Linked DNA regions of Ovis aries: region 1 is linked to region 2. Evidence: chromatin contacts called from public Hi-C data. All regions are on one chromosome and are shown on one strand. Each heading gives the region's core, a stretch centred on a gene start, on an enhancer-like site or on the middle of the called end of the contact. The rest is flanking DNA. Distances are from core to core; before and after follow the strand shown.

The links. Hi-C and Micro-C count contacts between places; a contact is called where the count stands out from the background.
Region 1: a contact with region 2 is called in a Hi-C map of muscle, with 3 times the contacts expected there. The contact joins the promoter of CCNYL1 here to the promoter of LOC121818518 in region 2. A contact is called at or near these places in 4 of 16 Hi-C or Micro-C datasets (blood, hypothalamus, liver and 1 more).

Annotation. Positions count from the first base shown.
Region 1 is chr2:209,790,363-209,793,479 of ARS-UI_Ramb_v3.0, reverse strand. It overlaps CCNYL1 (cyclin Y like 1), which reads right to left and starts at 1,802. Exons shown (of 10, transcript XM_042244107.1): 1 at 1,195-1,802. The coding sequence starts at 1,420.
Region 2 is chr2:209,639,486-209,642,388 of ARS-UI_Ramb_v3.0, reverse strand. It overlaps LOC121818518 (sterile alpha motif domain-containing protein 1-like), which reads left to right and starts at 1,353. Exons shown (of 5, transcript XM_042242714.1): 1 at 1,353-1,629; 2 at 1,711-2,431; 3 at 2,799-2,903. The coding sequence starts at 1,353. CREB1 (cAMP responsive element binding protein 1) reads right to left here and starts at 2,140. Exons shown (of 9, transcript XR_009599419.1): 1 at 2,070-2,140.

The DNA of each region.
Region 1 (3,117 bases), core at 553-3,052, 150 kb before region 2:
ATGAACCACAGTGTTATTCAGAATCTTTTTTTTTTTAAAGCTAGAGCCGTCCAGTTTCAAAATTCTAGAGGAAAAAAATCAAACATTTTCTCTCCTCTGCTCCATGACAACCCACGCCCACCCCCAGTCATTTCGTCTTCAGAATTTTACCTGAACATTCTGAAAGTTGAATAGGATTCCACTGGCAGGAGGGGGTTGGAAGGAGAGGTAGCCATGGAGACAACTTTTCTGCAGGATCTGCCATCTTAACTGCCAAATCTTTGTATTACAAATAAAAGTCTGAATTTCTTTTTTCTCCTTTGAAACTTTTGACCAACAGTTTCAGGAACCACCCCCACCCCTCCCTTAGAAGAGGCAACATGCAAGTGGTTAAAGCTGGGGAACTGAAGACATTTTTGTGTCAAAGTGGGACTGTTAATCAGAGCTCCGTGAGGTAGTCTTTCGGTAAAAACAAACAACAAAACTAGTCCCTGCAGCCGTTGCAGTAACGTTTCACTCCGTTTACAGTTTTTTTAAGCCCCACTCTCACCTTTTTCTTTCCTAGCGTGTTCAGATTACAGTTAGAATAAGGTCGCTTCAATCAGGACAACTCTAGACAGAATTTTACTTAACGCCACACTAACTGTCGATCTGTTTTGATTTTAAATAACAAATCCTAAAATCTGTCTTAATTGTCCCGAATATCAACTATCCTAACGAGTGGAAGTGTATCTAGATCCTTACCTCGTTCCTTCACTTAGGTACCATCTGGATAGGTAAGGATAGGGAGATGGGATGGATATCGCCGAAGTTGGAAGTATTTAAGTTTTCATTGAGAAAAGAAGAGAATACATCAGAAAGTCTTTACAAAGTCCCACGAAATGTTAAATAGAATCACGAACAGGAGGGGCCTCAGACTTGAGGGTCTCGGGTTGGGCTGCGAAATGGGAATGGGGGAAGAATTGGGCGTTCGGGTAGAGAAGAGGGAGAGAGACTGGCCGGACGCGACGGGGAAAGAATAAGGGGTGGGGACACCAGGCAGGGCCAGCCTCCGTCCCCGGTGCCCAGCCCCGAGAGAGCCAACTCCAGGCAGGAAGGAGCCCTAGGCGGCGGCTCCCTCCAGGGGGACCCGGGGGTCGGCGGAGGCCAGAGGTAAGCCCGAGAGCAGACGGCGCCGGCCCCGCGAGGGGCTAGGCGCGCCGGCCGCTTTCTTACCTTCGGGCATCTCCCGGTCGCTGATGTGCTGCAGGTGGTGGCCTTCACCCGCTCCGAAATCCAACTCGGTGGGTTCCACGGCAGCCGGCGCCGGTGCTACTGCCACCGCGTCTCCGGCCGCCGCCTCGTAGACCTCAGACTCGTAGTCTGGCTCCGCCGGCCCCGCGCGCCGGCCCAACTTGGGGCTGGCATTGGGGGACACGCAACAGGTCAGCGTGTTCCCCATGGGGCGCCTCCGCTCCTCGCTGCCGTCGCCTCTGCTCGGCCCCCGACTCCGCCGAGCTCAGAAGCCGCCCCCTCCCCCAACAATGGCGCGGCGGGCACGGGCAGCCCCGGGCTATGCCGGGGCTGCGCCGCGCATGTAGACGCGGCCTCGCCTGCCTCTCGCCTGTCCGCCCCGCCGCCGGGCCCGGGGCAGGGCTCCGGCCCCGGCCGCACCCCCGCTGTCTCGCCGCCGCCGCCTCCCCGGAGTCAACTAGTCTGTGAAGGCGGCGACCAGCCCGGCTTATTTAAAAGGGGTGGGGACCCGACAAGCGCTGAGACGCGCAGCCACTGCCGGGAGAGAGCGCGGTCGGAGCTCCTCCTCCTTCCGCCGCCGCCTCCCGACTGAAAGGCGCTCGCCTGGCTGGCCCTTGCCAACCGGAACGCGTCCTTCGGTCACCTGGTTACGAGGGACCAATCACACACAAAGTTTCCTCCCAGCGCCCGCCTCAGAGAGCAGGCACGTGACTCACAATGCCCCGCCCCCACCCTGCGGCTGCTCCGCCCCTCGAGTGGCGCGCCCTGGACTCCTGTTTCCATTCATCGTGCGGCAGTCGGAGCTTTCCGGTCCTTCGGGAAGCGGTGAGGGAGTTTGTGAATCGAAGCTGTTCTGAGTCAGTGGGCTCTATAGAAGGCTTGTTAGTAAAGAGTCAGTTCCGTTAGCAACTCGGTTTCATCGGGTCTGACAGCTGACTGATTTGATGCATTGCTCAACGAACTTAGTTACACCCGAATCGTTGAGTTTTTTGTAACTAAATGCTCCTCTCGAACTGACTTCGAAAGAGTGTTAGTTTCCGCCTTCAGTTTAACCATAGCAACCCCTCTGTGTCCGTGTCTTGAATGAGACTTGAGGACACGTCACCCCTCCACTTCCTCATCGGTAAATTAGGGACCGAACTCCTCCCTCCCAACTCTGAAACGCTGGGATTCAGCAACTCGATTTTCTCGCTGTTTCTCTCTTCCACGGCACGACTCTCCAGGTTTCCTTACTTTCACCCTACTTTATGTGTAACATAAAGCACAAAGCACGATTTTTCTCGTACGAAACTGAGAGTCACAAAGTGAAGTACCACGGTTTTTATTTAATAAAGATGATGGTAAAGATATACTCCCAAGGTCACATGATTGCTCAGGGGTATGGCCAGGATTTGGTCTCCGATTGTGTGGATCCCCAAAGGCACCTTATTGTGATTATCAGAAAATAAAAGTAGAAGTCAAATTTGATTGGAAGTGGCAAGGGAATGTCTCTAAGGGAGAACAATTTTTTGAGGTGGCTTTAAAAATACTTTCCCTTCTTTCAACATTGGTTAGTCCCTCCTACTTTCTAGGCACTGTGTTCCTGCAATAGCCCTGCCCTCGATGAGCTCAGTCAGGCGCAAGAGAAAATAAAGGCTTAGAAAGTCCAGTTGTCTGAGGTCAGTCACACTGCTGCCAAGTACTTGAACCTGAAATTCAAACCTAGATCTATCTAACCCCAAAGTAGGTTCTGGGGTAAAGAGCTTGATTTTTTCCCCCCAGAAACAGGAAAGCCTTTGAATGTTGTGACGTTCAGTTCAGTTCAGTCGCTCAGTCGTGTCCGACTCTTTGCGACCCCATGAATCGCAGCACGCCAGGCCTCCCTGTTCATCACCATCTCCCGGAGTTCACTCAGACTCATGTCCA
Region 2 (2,903 bases), core at 104-2,603:
AAAAACTATCATAACTTAAAAAAAAAAATTCAACAAAGGAAGAATCATTGTCAGTATCTGTAAGGGAAAAGAAATTCTGTTCAACTTATGCTGGTTTGCAGAAAAGCCTTAAGGAAAATCAGTAATCTATGGCATCATCAACACCATAATTTCCTCAGTGTTTGGAAATAAAATCACCTTCCCAACCCTTAACGGAAAACTATTTCATCTTCTTAATTAAATTTTTTGGCAATGAAAAATGGCTAATGTGTTTTTTTAAAAAAAATACTAGTAATACAGCAAGGAGGTTTTGGAAAAGTGACTTGGATAAAGAAAATCAGAAGACAGTGCTCATACTAACAGTATTTATTCCTAACAAGAAACCTTGTATCAATCACCATTGTATCATACCATGAGACAGGGAAGTATTTTAAAAAGAACCTTTTGCATTACCTAAAATAACCGTTTTGGTTTATATTTAAATCAGGAAATGAATGTAAAAGATTTCAACAACTGGCAACCAAAAGTATTTTATACTAAACCTTTAGAAGGCAGAACTGATGAAAGCTAACGCTAGCATGAAATTTTAACTTCTGAAGAAGGTAAGACAAACTTAAATAGGTCACATCCCATGGTCCTTTAAAAACTGTCTTGATGTGTCAATGATTTTTCTGCTGTCCGTTTTCCCCAAAAGGGAAAGAAAAAATATACCTTGTGGCTTAAATTATTGTGGGTCTGGGGCTAGGGTTACCTACTACGGGCGAAGCAAATAATGCATACTTTTAAATGGCTATTTTTAGAATTAGGGTTAACCAATTTTGTATTTAAGAAAGATGTGAGAAATATGGTCGGGTTGCGAGGGGAGATCCAAAGGACCCAACACCACGGCTGTCCCCCGCCAAGGTGACGTGAAACAAAAGTACATCGCTAATACTCGTTTCAACGAAGTGTTTCAGAATGATAGCTCTCAAGTGATTACCTTATTGAAAAGGGTTAAAACCGAAACTGTTTTCAAAAATCAGCTTCCCTTTTACAAGATCCCAATAGGTTTTTTTTAAAATTACAAATATATTTTTCTTAGCATCCCCTTCCTCCCCCAAAGAATGCATTTCTATGACTACTAATTAAAAAACAAAAAAAAAAAAGGGTGAGGGAAAGAGTCAAAAAATTATTTTAAAAAGCGCGAGTTCTCATTACCTCATGTTAGCAGAAAAGCACAGAAAACAGCATTTTCCCAATGGGGCGGGAGCGGGGGGAAAGGGCGTGAATAAAATACAGGACGAGAGGAAAACCTTGGGTTTCGAACTTTATTGCACAAAGAGAGAAGAGGAGAGTAGGTCAGACTGAGCACCGCTTCCCCTCGCTAGGCGAGCATGGCAGACACGGAGGCTACCGGGAAGGCAGGCACCTTCACCTCCTCTGCCCTTAACTGTCGCCTTCTTCCTCCTCCACCCCCCGCGGGCACCCCGGCGGCGCTGCCCTGGCGGATTGCGGGCCGGGTCGGGGGGCGAGACTGTCGGCGGGGGCCGGGCAGGCGGCACAGGAGGCAGCGCCGGCCGGGCCGGCGGGCGGCCTCCCCCGGGGCGGCTCCGGACTCCCGGCTCCGCGCCCGGCCCGGCCCGCCGGCGGCGGGAACGCGGGCGCCAGCTCGCCGCGGCCGGCCGCCCGCCCGCACACACCCCCGGCCGCCGGCTCCCACCCCGCCCGCCGCCCGCCGCCCCCCGCCATGAGCGCCGCCGCTGGCTGCAGGCAGAGTCGCTGCCGCCCCGGCCGCCGCTGGCTCCAGTCCGCCGCCATTATTCTTTGTTCGCTGCGAGCGGCGGCGATGGTGTGGGGCTCGGGCGGAGGCTCCATCTTTACCGCGGCCCCTCCTGCGAGGGGAAGGCCCCAAGCGCGGGTGTCCGGCGCCTCCCCGTCCCCCCTCCGTCCCCCCGGCTCTCTCCGGCTCCTGCCTCCTCCTCCTGCTCCTCTTACCGGTGGTACAAGCTCCTCCGTCACTGCTTTCGTTCGCGGCCCGGATCTCGCTGGAGTTTTATTCTCTCCCCCACGTAACACACCGCGTCAAACTACACCTCCGCCGCGTCACTCACCAACACTCCGCTTCTCCCAGCCGCCCGGGCCACAGGCAGCACCAGCCGCCGCCGACTGAGGACTCGCAGCCAGGGAGCCAGCCAGCGCCGCCCAGTGCCGAGTGCGCAGCGGCCGCGCACGGAAACAGCCGAGCTCGGTCCGGAGGAGCTCGAGCGGCCCCGCCCTCCGCGCTGGAGGCGGAAGTTGCCGAAGGCTTTCGAGTTCCTTCGGGCGCGGCGGAGGGGTTCCTCCGGGAGAGGGAAAGCGGCAGTGGGCTGGGACCCGGGGGTGGGGAAGAGGGGGTCTGTCTAAGCGGCCCCGCTGCCCTCGCCGCGTATCGACGGTTTAAGGCCGGCGGCGGAAACTTGCAGGAAGAACTGGGGTTTGTGTGTGGCGCGGTGGGGAATTCCCGAGGGGTGTGGACGGTTCGATGGAAACCCCCGCGCGGGCTGCCCTTGCGGCTGTAAGCGGCGGGCTCTAGGGCGGCTGCAGCGTCACGGGCCTGGGCCCCAGAGCGCCTCCCGTCCCGGGAACTTTCAAAAGCTGCAGAGACCAGAAAGACGCGCCTCCGGGTCGGGGCCGCGGCTGAGCGCGGAGGCCCTGCGGAGCCGGGGAGGAAGGCCTGCTGCAGCTCTGCGGTTCCCCGAGGCCTCGGCCGGACGCTGGGGTGCTAGGCCTCGGCGCGGCGCCGGCGCGGCCCAGGGGCGTCGTGGGCCCCTGTGGGAAGGGTTTTCCGCCTTTCTGAGCAGGTCGGGAGGCTCCGCTCCGAGAATCCGCAGAGAAACCTGGCGGCCGCCGGCGGGACCGTTCAGTTTCGGGGCACGGAGGCCCTGGGACTCCGGGCAGCTGGCGGA